Linked DNA regions of Mus musculus: all the other regions are linked to region 3. Evidence: chromatin contacts called from public Hi-C and HiChIP or PLAC-seq data. All regions are on one chromosome and are shown on one strand. Each heading gives the region's core, a stretch centred on a gene start, on an enhancer-like site or on the middle of the called end of the contact. The rest is flanking DNA. Distances are from core to core; before and after follow the strand shown.

Evidence for each region. A called contact is a pair of places that touch in the nucleus more often than the background predicts. HiChIP or PLAC-seq counts read pairs in DNA pulled down with a chosen protein or histone mark.
Region 1: a contact with region 3 is called in an Esrrb HiChIP or PLAC-seq map of embryonic stem cells, with 13 times the contacts expected there. The contact joins the promoter of Olfr47 here to the promoter of Tpk1 in region 3. A contact is called at or near these places in 1 of 39 promoter capture datasets (embryonic stem cells), 1 of 484 Hi-C or Micro-C datasets (muscle stem cells) and 6 of 115 datasets of contacts at active chromatin or transcription factors (embryonic stem cells, extraembryonic endoderm stem cells, pancreatic cancer cells and 2 more).
Region 2: a contact with region 3 is called in a Hi-C map of Th1 cells, with 2.1 times the contacts expected there. The contact joins the enhancer-like site here to the promoter of Tpk1 in region 3. A contact is called at or near these places in 14 of 39 promoter capture datasets (the 3T3-L1 cell line, 3T3-L1-derived adipocytes, the C10 cell line and 9 more), 1 of 15 datasets of contacts at CTCF or cohesin (pro-B cells), 11 of 484 Hi-C or Micro-C datasets (the 3T3-L1 cell line, 3T3-L1-derived adipocytes, the G1E-ER4 cell line and 7 more), 6 of 115 datasets of contacts at active chromatin or transcription factors (effector CD8 T cells, embryonic stem cells, extraembryonic endoderm stem cells and 2 more) and 2 of 9 other capture datasets (adipose tissue and pancreatic islet).

The regions. Positions count from the first base shown.
Region 1 is chr6:43,234,304-43,239,303 of GRCm38.p6, reverse strand. Olfr47 (olfactory receptor 47) reads right to left here and starts at 3,694. Exons shown (of 1, transcript NM_146370.1): 1 at 2,729-3,694. The coding sequence starts at 3,694. The coding sequence ends at 2,729.
Region 2 is chr6:43,347,944-43,352,796 of GRCm38.p6, reverse strand. All of the region lies in intron 8 of Tpk1 (thiamine pyrophosphokinase), which reads left to right. Among named protein-coding and RNA genes, the nearest start is that of Gm35113, 30 kb to the left of the region's middle. Within about 2 kb of position 3,531, at least 14 of the 459 cell types and tissues checked have an H3K27ac peak or open chromatin away from gene starts, as enhancers often do. A contact at or near this core is called in Th1 cells and adipose tissue, where this site is marked.
Region 3 is chr6:43,663,541-43,668,588 of GRCm38.p6, reverse strand. Tpk1 (thiamine pyrophosphokinase) reads left to right here and starts at 2,311. Exons shown (of 9, transcript NM_013861.4): 1 at 2,311-2,453; 2 at 2,772-2,829. The coding sequence starts at 2,787.

The sequences.
Region 1 (5,000 bases), core at 2,445-4,944, 430 kb after region 3:
AAACTACAGCGAATCATAAATCAAATTGAGTCATTGCTACCAATATTTAATAAGAACTAAAAGCATATGAGCCTTTTCCATGGTTTGATATGACATCATGACTGTCAAGTCCTGTGGTAACCCATGCTCACTCTCATTTTTCTTCTATTTTCCCCATGAACTACAGTGTTTCCTATACTACATTTAACAATGTTTCCTATAGCATGGACCATGGGCTACCTAGTCAACAAGAGATGAGAGGAAATTAAAAATTTGAATGCTTGTCTATCCCTTTCAGAACATATACTTTTGCAGGTTCCCCAGGTGATCTGAAGGCACAAAATGTCATACAGTGATAAACACTGGACTCCACAGTCCCTAGGAAAGAGTAAACAAGAGTCCTACACATCAGTGATGAAGTCTCCATTCCACATGCCAGAGATCCTGTAGGGCCACTGTCATATGGCTCAAGAACTGACTTCACCCACAGAGTGCCATGCCTATCATCTTCAGTAATTATAGCCTCTGATATTGCACCCTCTTGCAGGAGATGGGAGAATTCACACCATCACACGGCCACCTGATGAGCAGAAACAACATTACAGCATCTTGCAGTTGTATTTCTGTCAAGGACTAAATATTCTTTTCCCAATAGTTGTGACATTGCTCTGCATCACTCTAAGTGCGATGCAATTAACCACAATATTCACTTCAGAAGAAACTTTTACAAGAACTAAGTAAATTTAGGAGTAGAAATGAGTAACATACAATACAGTGTTTAGGTGCTGCTGTGTTTAAATTGAATGGAAGTCACTAATCTTTCATGTGATATTTTTTTCTGCAATTATCACCTGGCTGATTATAACAATTTTAAATATGCAATAAAAATATGAATGCCCTTGGCTTGGTAGTGGTCTGCATTTCCAACGATTCTATGAATATCCATTTTCACTCAGAGGTGACTCACCACTCAACCTTCTCCTCATAATCTGTTTCTGCTGTCTGTTCATTGTTCCTGTGCTCTGCCAGTGCTTCCTGTATTACTGGAGTTCTTAGTATTAGCACATCATTATTTTCACATTTTTTCATAGAGACAAAATACTATTACTAGCTAATGAAGATCTTTTTAGTTTTGGACAAAGAGATAGAATTGATCAGGGCTATCTTAATTCTTAGACATTGGTTGAATGTAGTTCTCTATGTCTAATGAGAATCATCTTCATTTTTCACTTTATGATGTCCACATTCCTTTAAAAGTACGGAGCTTAAACAAACAAATATTGTGCATAGACGTCATCATTCAGGAAAAACATCCCCTGAAGTGAGACCTCCTTTTCTACAGGCCTTGTAGAACCAGTTCAGCTCATCATCATACAGACTAAACTACAAAGATACTTTGATACAAAGATACTTCACTTAGCATGGACTTCCTTAGGATATCTAGTCAGTTTATTTGATATCAATGATACTGATATAGCACTATACGATTATAGTACTATTGTTATATTATCATGGTTAAAATCAGAGGGCTTTAGAGACAAGTTGTCTGAGGTAGTCAAGAATGTACTGCTTTCTAGATCATACATTTCCAACAAATACCAATAACAGGAGGGTCTCCACCTTTTTTTTAATGATGGCTAAGCAAAATGATCCATATGCAGTTTTATCAATATGTAGTAAAGGGCACTTCCTAAGTAATTAAAAAAATGGTCGCTTACTATGTGTCCATATCTCCATTTATACCCAGTAATTATTATCTGTTAATGTCAAAATGAAGAACACGTGTTCTTTTGAACAAGGCTAATATTCACCATCATGGTGGCATTGAGCAATGCTCTAAACATGAAATCTATTCTATCTGTACTCAGGCTAAAAAATATGTGATAGCTCATCATTACAGATCTTTCTAAAGGATCTTTAAACATCCCAAGTTATTTTATCTGATGTTCATTTTCAGCTCATTTAAGGGTCCAATGCTCTATTATACTCTAGATACAAAAATAATCAGGTGAAACCCTTGTAAATGGTACTATAGCACTTTTCCTGACTATGTTTGTTTCCTTGTTAGCTTGCTTGCTTGTTTGGTTGCTTGATTTCTTTTGAGACAGGGTCACACTGTGAAACTCTGGCTGTCCTGGAACTCTTTATATCGAACTCTTAAAGATTCTCCTGCCTCTGTCTTTCAAGTTCTGGGATGGAAGCATATCCCAGATATCTATCAGGTTTTAAAATTCCCCCTTCTTATTCCTAAACCTCATGTTTTAAATCTGTTCCTTCACTCAATTCAACAAATTAACTCCATAATTTGTCAGTAATTTTTATTTGAAAGTAATACATGGCATAGATAATGGATAGAAACCTCCAAAGAATTCCTGGCTTGGTCAAGTGTAATGTGGGAACTGTCACTCGTAAGATATCACTCAGCGCAGGTCACTGTGTTTGGATATGGGTTGTTTTTCTTTTGAATCTTATGTTGTCAGGTCATCTAATTAGATTTTAAAAAGTTAACAGATTCAATTAAAAGACTCAGAGAATAATTTAAGTATTGTTTAATTTCACAGCTAATTAATTCAACTGAGAAGAAAAATCACATCTGACAAAATTTCATCTCCTAGGGAGCTTAGGAATGCAAAGTTATTAGTCCTGCAGGTTAGGAGGAGATTGAGATCTCATGTCGTTAAACATGATAACAAAGGACAATGAATATCCCTGTATTTAAGAAATAATTGGAGATCAAAATTACAGGAAACTACCAAGGCTTGTGGTGGGAACACCACACCAAACAAGAATGACTTTCTTTGCACAGTGCCCTCCGGAGGGCACCCTTGACTTCAGCATTCCTCAGGCTGTAGATCAGGGGGTTCAGCATGGGGTTGAAAAAACTGTAAAACAGGAAAAGGATCTTCTGCTGCTCCTCTGGGTGCTGGGACTTGGGGGCCATGTACATGACAATGGCACTGCCAAAGAAGAGCCCTACCACACAGAGGTGGGAGGAACAGGTGGAGAAGGCCTTTCTGCGTCTCTCCCCTGACTGAATCCTCAGGATTGCCACCAGGATGCGTGTGTAGGAGACTAGTACAAAGCACAGGGGCCCCACTAAAGTGAACACACAGGCTGCAAAAATGACAACTTGATTGAGTGTTGTGTCAGCACAGGCCAGCTTGAGGACAGACAGGATTTCACAGAAGAAGTGATTGATTTCATGAGGTCCACAGAAGGGGAGCCTCAGGATGAGAAGTAAATGGACCAGAGACAGGAGAAAGCTGACTATCCAGGAAACAGCAGCCATGATGGTACACACTCTCCAGTTCATGATGACAGTGTAGTGTAGCGGGTGGCAGATGGCAACATATCGATCATAGGACATCACCACAAGAAGAAGACATTCGGTGATAGCAAATGTCAAAAATAGATAAGTCTGTGTCATGCATCCTGCAAAGGTGATGGGCCTGGTCTCATCCAAGAGGTTTATGAGTGTCTGTGGCACTGTGTTGCAGGCATAGGCCATATCGACAATGGCCAGGTGGGACAGGAAGAAGTACATGGGAGTGTGGAGTCTGGAGTCCAGGCAGATCATTGCAAGGATAGTCCCATTCCCCAGTATGGTGAGAGTATAGAAGAGAGAGAAAAGCAGAAAAAGAACTAGGTGAATCCTCGGGCCAAGACAGAATCCCAGCAGGATGAACTCTGTGACTGTGGTCTGATTTTCCTCCATTTCACTATGAAAGAGGATGCAGAAAACTGAGACTCAATTCTTGTAAAAAATGGTTTTATCACTTACCTCAGATTTCAGAAACATGACAAAACTATTAGGAAACATCAATAAATATATTTAATCATTAATAAGTTAATGGTGTATTATTAAAAAGTTGTGCACAAACTATAGTTTTAACTGACATCCAGCTTTTGGAAGAGTACTACATTGCCAGTGCATAATTAGAATAATTGGCACTGGAACAATTATGAAGCAGCAAACCCTACACACAAAACAATTGTGAAACATACTTTGTCTTGGAGTTTTTTACATGCAAAGATATAAAGGAGTTACTGAGGTCTCAGAATCAAACATCACACAACTTGGAATGAACCCAAATCAAGTAGTGAAAAAGCTTTTAAAAAATGATAATAATATCAGAAAAGAAAAAATAATTAATTTGATACAATTTATATTTGTTAAATGTCCAACTCACAGCTAAAATCTAGAGGTTGCTTACATAGCTTAAAGAAAGTCGTAAATGAACTTTTTTTTTAAATGACTGGATTGTATACTCATCAAGTGGAATTTGATGGGTAAGAAAACTCAGGGTCTTTGAGGAACACAAGGTGATGTATAGATGCATACATAGACTTTGAAATATTGGTGATGAGGAAGGAGGGGTGGAAATTATATCTATTGATAATAATACATGATTTTGTGTGCTTACGTATTTGTGTGTATCTATTCAAAATATGTTTCATTGCCTTGAAAATTAGACAATAACCAATGTTTGGCTATTTTGTGGTAATCAAGTGGGATATTCACAGGATTATCAATACAATCCAGGAAAATGTAATAATTTTTTGTTTCATCAAATGTATTACCACCCAGACTCAGTGTATGGGAGTTCTTGTGAACATTTAAGGTTTTGGAAGGATGCTTGGTAAGAGCCTATATGAATACTCTTACAGGCAAATTTCCCATATACTATTATTCAGACCTCTCTATGTTTTCTCTGAAGAATATTTGCATAGAAAAAAATAAGGAAGAAATGCATTGGTTTTGCTATTAATCTATTTCCCTATATTTGTAAAACATACTATATAAGCATGAGGATTTGCGATTTAAAGTGGAAAAAAGTTGGCTGATCTTGGCATCAATAACAATACATGTTTCACCTTTTCCATAAATAGCAAGAGCCAATCTCTAGTTTAATTAAGATCAGTAATAAAGAAGATTTTAAAAACTGTTTCCCAAATAAATTGGCATGACGGACAGAATCTTATTCTGAGAAAGACTCTCATAAAATAGACATGCAACTGAT
Region 2 (4,853 bases), core at 2,282-4,781, 320 kb after region 3:
TAGTATTCAAGGAGTTGGACTCCAGAAAACCAAACAACCATATTTTTAAAAATGGGGTACGGAGCTAACCAAAGAATTCTCAATTGAGGAATACTGAATGATTGAGAAGCACCTGAAAAAATGTTCGACATCCTTAATCATCAGGGAAATAAAAATCAAAACAACCCTGAGATTCCACCTCACACCAGTCAGAATGGCTAAGATCAAAAACTCAGGTGACAGCAGATGCTGGCAAGGATGTGGAGAAAGAGGAACACTCCTCCATTGCTGGTGGGACTGCAAGCTTGTACAACCACTCTAGAAATCAGTTTGGCGGTTCCTCAGAAAATTGGATATAGTTATACTGGAAGATCCAGCAATACCACTCCTGGGCATATACCCAGAAGATGCTCCAACATGTAATAAGGACACATGCTCCACTATGTTCATAGCAGCCTTATTTATAATAGCCAGAAGCTGGAAAGAACCCAGATGCCCCTCAACAGAGGAATGGATACAGAAAATGTGGTACATTTACACAATGGAGTACTACTCAGCTATTAAAAACAATGAATTTATGAAATTCTTAGACAAATGGATGGATCTGGAAGATATCATCCTGAGTGAGGTAACCCAATCACAAAAGAACACACATGATATGCACTCACTAATAAGTGGATATCAGTCCAGAAACTTAGAATACCCAAGATACAATTTGCAAAACACATGAAACTCAAGAAGAAGGAAGACCAAAGTGTGGCTACTTTGATCCTTCTTAGAAGGGAGAACAAAATACCCATGGAAGGAGTTACAGATACAAAATTCGGAGCTGAGACTGAAAGGAAGGACCATCCAGAGACTGCCCGACCTGGGGATCCATTCCATAAACAACCATCAAACCCAGACACTATTGTGGATGCCAACAAGATTTTGCTGGCAGGACCCTGCTATAGCTGTCTCTTGTGAGGCTATGCCAGTGCCTGGCAAATACAGAAGTGGATGCTCACAGTCATCTATTGGACGGAACACAGGATCCCCAATAAAGGAGCTAGAGAAAGTACCCAAGGAGCTGAAGGGGTCTACAGCCCTATAGGAGAAACAACAATGTGAACTAACCAGAACCCCCAGAGCTCATGTCTCTAGCTGCATATGTAGCAGAAGAGATGGGAGGAGAGGCCCTTGGTCATTTGAAGATTCTGTGCCCTAGTACAGTGGAATGCCAGGGCCAGGAAGCAGGAGTGGGTGGGTTGGGGAGCAGGGCGAGGGGGGAGGGCCTAGACTAAGAGACACAATTCTCATGGAATGACATATGATTGAATCTGTCCTGTCTTGTCACTTTTACAAAAACATGAGACCATTAGGAGACACCTAATCTCTTTAATCTGTAGTACCTGCTGCATCCAAACTCTGATAAATGGCATTATCCCTCCATGCCCATGCTGGCTGGTCTCAGGGCTCTTCTGAGTACTATATAATAAAGGTCCTCAATTCCCTTCTATAAAATCACACAGCATTTGCACACAATCGATACATACCCTTTATATTCCTTAAGTAAACTAGGATCTTGTATAATATAAATACAATATAAGTTGTTTCTGTAACTATACTTTTCAAGAAATAATTCTAAGAATAAATAGTCTGTATATGTCTAGGACAAAGATGTGTTCTCCCAAAATGTTCAACCCATGGTTGTTTGAATCTACACATGTAGATCTCACATGTTCACATACATACAGTTGTATGTAGAAAACAAAGGCATACACATACATGACCTAGGTGGTATTCACAGAAGCCACCTTTAACAAGATAAGAGTTTACTTCATTCAACCCAGCCATCTATATTCTAATAACTTGTATTTTATACTGTTCAAATCATTATACCCATCTCTTGTCATTAAAACGGGCAACCCTAATCTGTTCTTTAAGGAGAATAGCCAGAGAAAATAAAATGAGGTGGCAATTTCCTGAGTACATATTTTATATTAGATATCTGATCCTGCATTCTATAAACCACACCTGTGGAGCCAGGACTGCTAATTCACATGCTGCACTTAAGGAAACTGAGCCCACAGTAAATAACTCAGCTCAGTGAGTTAGTGAATGGGAGAGCTGGCCTTTGAACTTGAGTCTCCTTCTGTCCCCCCAATGAAAGGATCCACACTGTTTTGACATAGAGAAATGTTTTCTCTGCAAGCTCCTGGTTCTCATCCTTACACCTGGAAGAACTTGGACAGAAGGTGAAAACCAAAATGTTCATGAGAATGTTTCTTGTGTTTCTGAAGTCTAATTCTCTACAATATGCAACCCAAAAGTTAAACTTAGCCTCAGCCAACACCCAATTGTATCACCTGTAAAATTTCACTAGAATGGGAGCTCAACTAGTCTATGTGGTCAGGCCAGCCCAACAACCGGTCATCAGTACAGGTGAGGAAGATGGGTGAAAAAGAATAGAGGAGATGTAGTGTTTACGTTTGCACAGAAGCCAAGCCCAGGTGCTATGGTTGCTTGTAATCCCATTGTGTGCTTTATTCTTGTCCTTTGTTAGAATCAGGACCTCATCTGAATGACTGGTTGATTACTGCAGCTCTGTATGGCTCCATGTACTCAGCTGCCCTGAGAGAAGACTATCTGAACTTGATTCTAAATGGTCTAAAATCTCAGCCTCGTTCTAGACAAGTTCTCTAGAGTGAAAATAAGAAAGTAGGTTTTCTCCAGCACACATGAAGCTCACTGTTTCTGCCAGTTTCTTTTTTAGGATAAACACCCCTAATCTAAGGATCCAAAATACTCCCTCCATAATATAAAACTTGTTTTCTGCACACAGGACACCAGCAGTGGACAGTTCTACATCTGCCCTTGTGTGACAGGCAAGAGTTAAAATGTAATCACTACACTACATAAGATATGAAGTTAACATTAGCTTGTGTGTACAAGGTGTTAAAAATGACTTGAGATCTAGCCTCAAGGTAACATTATTTATTCACATACTCTAAAATCTGAAACATTTATAATGGTATGTGTCACAGATCAGGGAGGTGCTCCACCTCTTCTGTATTCCAAGATTGAATCCTCAGATATTTGGGAGTGAAGCTACTCCAGTTATAACCCAGAGTTATCTCAATTTTTTTTCTGTAAAGATTTTATTGTGGTATTCAAAATAATGATTTTCTTTGAATTATATAGTAAAATTTTGGGGTTTTTAAAAGGGTTTTATTAGTATATATTGATAATATATAGTGATGAGTTTCACTATAACATGGCTACATGGGTATAATTTATTTTAATCATATTCTCCCATACTTTTTCTTAATCCCTTCTAGCCCCTCCATTACCCTCCTCCTCCCAGTTAGTCCCCTTTCTCCTTCCCTGTCATCTGTGCCTGTGAGAGAGAGAGAGAGAGACAGTGTGTGAGATTGAGTTTAATTAGATTGCTGGCATAAACATGCTGAGAGGCAGTGGGCAGAAGGCAGGGCCCAGAAGACACAATCCCACATCCTCTTCCTCCAGCTCTTACCTTCTAACCACCCCCTCTTCCAGGAAGTTCCCTGAGCGCAGGGGCAGGAAAGGAGGAGGGTGGAGGATGACACAGATGTCCCATTATGGGCTGAGCATTCGAACATCCCTTCATTCTCAGCACTTTGACGGATTACGAGCTCTGCAGTAACCACCACCCATTTCAGAAGGAAGCTTCTGTGACCAAAGAAATCAGAAACACCAGCCTATGGCTCAGACTAAGTATGAGAAGGAGTTCACGTGCACAGGGTGCCCATTTAGCAGCTCCCACTCAGGCCTGGGACATTGTCAGCTTAAATGGACTGTCCTTTTTCAGTTTATTCATGTTAGTTCCTACTTTCAGTTCAATTTCTGTAAACTGGGACATTATCTCACACACTCAGTGCAGGAAAAACCAATATTATAGACTAAAACCTACCTTACAGTTGTCTTGCTCACTAAACTGTTTTTTTGAAAAGGCCTCATTTCTATGTGTTCTAATACAGCCAGTTCAATTTTTCCATTTGAAAACTAATTAGGATATATCATATGTTACAAAAACAAATATACATGATATGGTTTCCTACCTCTGAAAGCCTGGAATTCTTAGCACTCTGAAAATCAGAAAGGAATTCATGCACAGCTATCAACCACAGCAACAATTTTATGCTATTATCCTTTGAGCTCAGTTAAAACTAGGATTTTCATCTAATTGGTTTTTAGACTTAAAACATATGCTGTCACTGAGCTGTATCCCAGCACTCAGGAGGCAGAGGCAGGCAGATATTTGAGGCCAAGGCCAGCCTGGTCTACAGAGTGAGTTCCAGAACTGTCTGGACAAAAATAAAAACAAACAAACAAAAAAACCCACATTTTGTTAATTTCAGGTGACTGTGTGTGTACTTAATTCTTCACTATAGAGATTCTAAAGCACTCTTTTTTGCCTTTGTGATTAATTAAATATCAAAAGTTTATATAGCCCCAAAACAAAGTTTGTAAAAATTTGTACCCCTAGTCCTGGGATGAGTCTAACAAAGTAGTTTGGGGGAAAGCAGTCTTATTGGTAAGCAAGATTATCATTATTATTATTATCATTATTATTATCATTTGGAGTTAGCAAGTGCACCGCTGTAACCCCACCATGACTCCCACTCAAACCCCATTAACCACACCTTGTAACCCTGTCTGAATCTGCAAATACTGATGTGTACATGCCCCCATCATTCATGAACTATATCTCAGAAAGCTTTAGTTGAGGAGACAGGAGCTTCTCCCAGTGTACTGCATGTTCCAGTAGTATTCATAGGAAGGTCACTCTGCATTCCTGGACAGTCCTACCTGGTGGCTTCTCCTTTGCATTAGGAAAGATGTTGACAGCTACA
Region 3 (5,048 bases), core at 1,062-3,561:
GTGGGTTGCGAAAGTGCCCCCTTGCCATGAATAAACATTGCCCCACCTAAGGCCAGACTATGCGTCTCTTTTTTCTGCTCTCCTCCCTTCAATTGCTCATTAATCTAACACACACTACCTCAATTTATCTATGTATTTAATGGAATCTTTGCCAAAATACCCATATTTTTCACAGAAAGAAAATGTTTTGAACCACAAAAGATCCCAACTAGATAAAGTATTCTGAACAAAGTGGTAGGTCTCACAGTATTTGTTTTCAAAGCACACTGGAAAATGACAGTAATTAAACCGGCCACTTAAAACCAGACACACAAAACAGTAGAAAAGACAACTCAGAGTTTGAGTCCCTGTTTCTGCAGTCAGTTGATGTCAGTGAAGGCAGTCAAATCATATCTTGGAGATGGTGCTATCCTTTTGTGAAAGGTTCTGCGAAACTGAACTTCTGTATGCGAAGAAAAGAAACTAGACACCTATCTTCTACTGGGTATAATAGTCAGTGGAAAAATGGATCAAGACTTAAATGTGAGATGTGAAATTCCAGAAGACAATATAAGAAAAAACACTTAGACATTGGTTAGAACAAAGATTTGTATTGTTTTTTTGTTTTTTTTTTCAGTATGTGTAAGGAACGTGAATGAAAAAAGGGAACAAAAGGGAAGGACATGACTGCTCCTAGGTGTGGTGAAGGAGAATGTTTATTGTAGATAAAAGGGAGAGCACAGCCAGAGTTGGGGACAACTGGAAGAAGTCTGAGCTGACACTTGTGAGGAGAGGGGAAAAGGGAGAGGCAGGAGAGGAGATGGTAAACAAAAGGACCAGGTATGCAAAATGGCTGGATTATATGGGAAGGGCTGGAGACATTTAGAGTAGGAGGTGGGGTATGCCATCCGTACCCTGAAACAGCTAGGAACTGAGCAATGCAGAGGGAACCTGACAACCAGGTCCATGTTGGCTCTTTGTCATGGGTTTGAGATCTAACAACTTTTCCAAACAACCATGGCAACAAATAATCTAAATTAGAAGTGGGCCAATGACTTGAATAGCCATGTCTCAAGAAAGGATGCATACATGGCCAAAAAAGCATAAACAATACTGCCCGCCATCGCAAATCCCCAGGGAGTTAAAATAAAACCACAACAGGATATCAACATGAGAGAGATGAGAGATGGAAGAGAGGGACAGTGATAAGGATTCTTACAAAGGGAAAGTAAGGAAGCTGGGCAAGGATGCAGAGAAAGAGAAACTCGATCATGGTTAATGGAAGTTTAAGTTAGCGTAGACCTATGGAAAACACAATGGAAACTCCTTAACTAAACAGGTGATAGAACTACCATATGGTTCACTCATCCCACTGCTGGGCATACATCCAAAGAGAATGGAAAACACAGTCAAATGCTCTGTACTCTTATGTTTATTGAAGTAGCATTCCTTTGCAAAGATATTGTAATAGAGAAATGGCATTCTTCAGTAATAAAAATAATGAAATAATGGAATTTACAGAGATGTGGATGGGACGGGAGGACATTATGCCTGCCAAGTGAAGTAAGTTGTCAAAGAAAGGCAAATAGTGTATGTTCTGCTAGCTAGAAGCTAAAATGTTGGCATCAAAACTGGAAAGAATTGAATAATGATTGCCCAAGTTTGGGAAGTGTATTTGGAATCTTTAAATAGAAAGAAATGGATGTTTGAGTTAAAAAGATTAAAAAGGACTTACCTATTACCCGACTGGGGAAGGGGAAGTTCATCAGTTAGAATGTTTGACTAGCTGGATACCCAGCACCAGCCACATTAACTTGACATAGTAGTCATGATTGAAAGAGCAGTACTTAGAAGGAAGAAACAGGAGGACCAGATGAATGAAGTCATCTTTCGCTACACAGTGATTTTTGAGGCTAGCTCGGTATACCTGGAACTGGTTTTTAAACGCAGGGATGGGTCTCTGTTATTTCTGGGCCAGCAGGAGACCTACAGGTTCTCAGAATTTTTGAGTCCTCATCTATGCTGGCTTAGAGATGGTGGTGGTGAAATTTTGGTTCTTTGGCTTTGCTAAAAAAAAAAAAAAAAGCTGCATTCCTACAACGTGGTGATTTATTTTAAAGGGTTCCCATTGGTATGTTTACAAAGCACTGTTTGTGCAAAGCACGGGAAGCAGAAGATGAAAGAGAAGGTGGACTCAGTGGACTGGGTGTAACAGATGGGCGAAGGTGGATGGAATTCTCCACTGTGCAGGGAACTGAGCACAGCAGGCTGGTACTAAGCACCCCGCGGTTGCTAGAAGCTACGCAGGCGGCAGCCAGGGGCCCCTCCGGAAGAGGCGGGGCTCTGTGCTCGCGCACGAAGCCCTCTCCCGCGAACGCGCGGCGCGCCCCAGGCTCCGCAGCCGAGCGCCGAGCTTTCGATCCGTCACTCCCGCAGCCCTCGCTCGCGTCGCTCGTGGCTCCACCCGCCATTGTGTAAGTGCGCGGCTGCCGGCGCGGGCTGGCGGGGCGGGGGCGCGGGAAAGAGGGAGCGAGGGAGGCCGCCCCTCGCCGCCAGTCCCCGGATGGAAGCTGGGGCGTCTGGGTGAATAGAGGCAGTGGCCGGAGCTGGAGCCTGGAGCTCGCTTGAGATTCCAGGTTCTCCAGCCTCTGCCTGGGACTTTCCCCCGCCCACCGCTGCACCTTCCTGGCCTCCCGTAGTGCCGGGTCCAAAGTGCCTGCTGCGGGATGCTTACTCCTGTCGCAGAATTACGTTTGGGAAATAACTTGGGACTTATTTTGTTTTCCATACAGAATCCATTCCCCGCTATGGAGCATGCCTTTACCCCGTTGGAACCCCTGCTACCTACGGGTACCGTATTCTTTACCATGCTACAGTGTCAGCACGAGCCCCGCAGAGGGACCTCATTCCTACCCTGAAGGCCTTAACCGAAAACTCCATTTCCTTTTTCCTGTGCGCAAGTTAGCAACCACACCTGTGCCTCTGTTTCCCTGTTTGGAAAGTGAACATAAATATTTAGTCTTTGCCCTGTAGAACTTTTGTGAGGACTGAGCGAGTTGATACAGTTTGTATCCTCTACCTGATATTCCAAGAGTAAACAACCAACATGCCAAACACACATATCCAACCGTGGAACATTTGACACTGGGAACGTGAGGGATGTCCATAGCTGTCTGTCAGGGACGTTTCTAATCATCTTGAAAGTACCTGAACTTAGTACAAGATCAGTACATGGTTACATACAGTGTCTTGAAGTTTTAACCCTAAGGCTTTTAATTTTTATTATAAAACTTGGTGCTGGGGATTGAGTCCAGAGCCTTGAAAATGCTAGGTAAGATACACTTATCAGTAAACTGATTACCCAGCCCATAGGATTTTTATTTCTCAAACTTTGAAGTTATTGTACTTCACATGATGACATGTGGAATGAGTTTTATTAGTAGCATTTATTCTTATGTAATTTGACTACAGTGATAAATTGTAAGGCTAGTTAGTTGTATTTAATTTTCAAGTTACACTTTTTATCTATGGATGTTTGTGTAGGTACATGTGCGCATATGCATATGGGGGTCAGATGTCATTCTGGGGTGTCATTCCTCAGGTGCTGTCATCCACTTTGTTTCTGAGTTTCTCACTGACCTGGAAATAATTGATTAGGCTAGGCTGGCCAGCTGGCCAACTGGATAGGGACCCCAGGTATCTTTCTGGGGCTACCTCTCTAGATATAGGATTATACGCATTAGCTACTATGCCATGTCTCTGGTGTCTATGGTCCTGTGAACCACCTTGTATACCTCTAGTCTACTGTTGATTCTTTTTATCTTATATAAGTGAGGGAAATAGTGATAGATTGAGAATTAAAACAGGTTGTTTTATTAATGTGGTTATGAGGTTTCCGGTTTCTCACTGTAAACAGTTTTTCAGACATAAAGCATCACAACATCTTGCAAATTAAATTTCACAGTTTTTTAATTATCTAATAATGGCAGAACCAATAGCATTTCCAAAAATAAGCATTTGATCCTGGTGGGCTCGCTGTCCTTCAGATTACTTATTAAGAATGTTGGTTTCTGAAAAATCGTCAGTGTTTTCTGCCTTGAAAGTACAGAGAGGGCTAAGTGGTGTAAGATGATGTTGAAGAATTTGAATCTATGGGTTTTAATGTTAGTCCTGCTGCTTAGTGGTTCTCGGACCTTACACTTTTGTTTCTTCATCTGGAGAGCAGAGGTCTGTCCTGGGGCTATTGGTGCTATCAGTGAATTCATGTGAAGCAATTCGATTCAATAGCTAGGAGTTGTTAGATTCAATGGCAAAGTCTCAGAGCAAACAAAATGGCACTGGGAGTTCAGGGCCAGTTCTGAGATGGGAATAGTAATGTATAGGAATTGAAGTGCTTTGCCTTCGATTTTATAACCGGCTCAGTGGAGAAGCCTTGACTCTTTAATTTTGTGCACTTTTATGTCTACACTGGAGCAAGGCCTGTAACACTGTGGTGTAGATACCTGTGTCAGATACAAAATTGCCAAGCCAGGATCAGTGTTCCTTGGGTGGTTTTTCAGAATTTCTTCCTCTGTATTCCTATCTCACTTTTAACTTTGGCCTTGAAAACAGGGACCACAGGCATGTTTCTGCTGACTTTAGGTCCATGTAAGATGGAGTAAAATTGAATGGTAACTCTGAGACCAGCACAGTGCCTAGTCCCATTTTTATTGGAGGGCTTTTCTTTTTTTTTAATCAAGTAAATAAAGCCTTCCCCAAACCACTAATATTTTACTGTCGTCTTCTGGAAATAACTGTTAATACTTATTTCAGACAGAAAGGATATTTATTATACATTGTTTTGCAGATGACTAGTTTGGAACAGTGAGTTAAAATGTGTATGTATTTTAACTTTGATGTTTTATGAGATCCTTGTACATTTTTTTCTGAAAGAAAAATAGAAGTGTTTGTAAGTAAACAGACCATTCTACTTAGCTGGGGTCTCAGCTTAGTGGTAAAGTATGTGCCTTGCAGGTCTGTGCCTTATGCTTGTGCTCCATCCTCCTCACTAAAGGCAAACAGCTTTACAC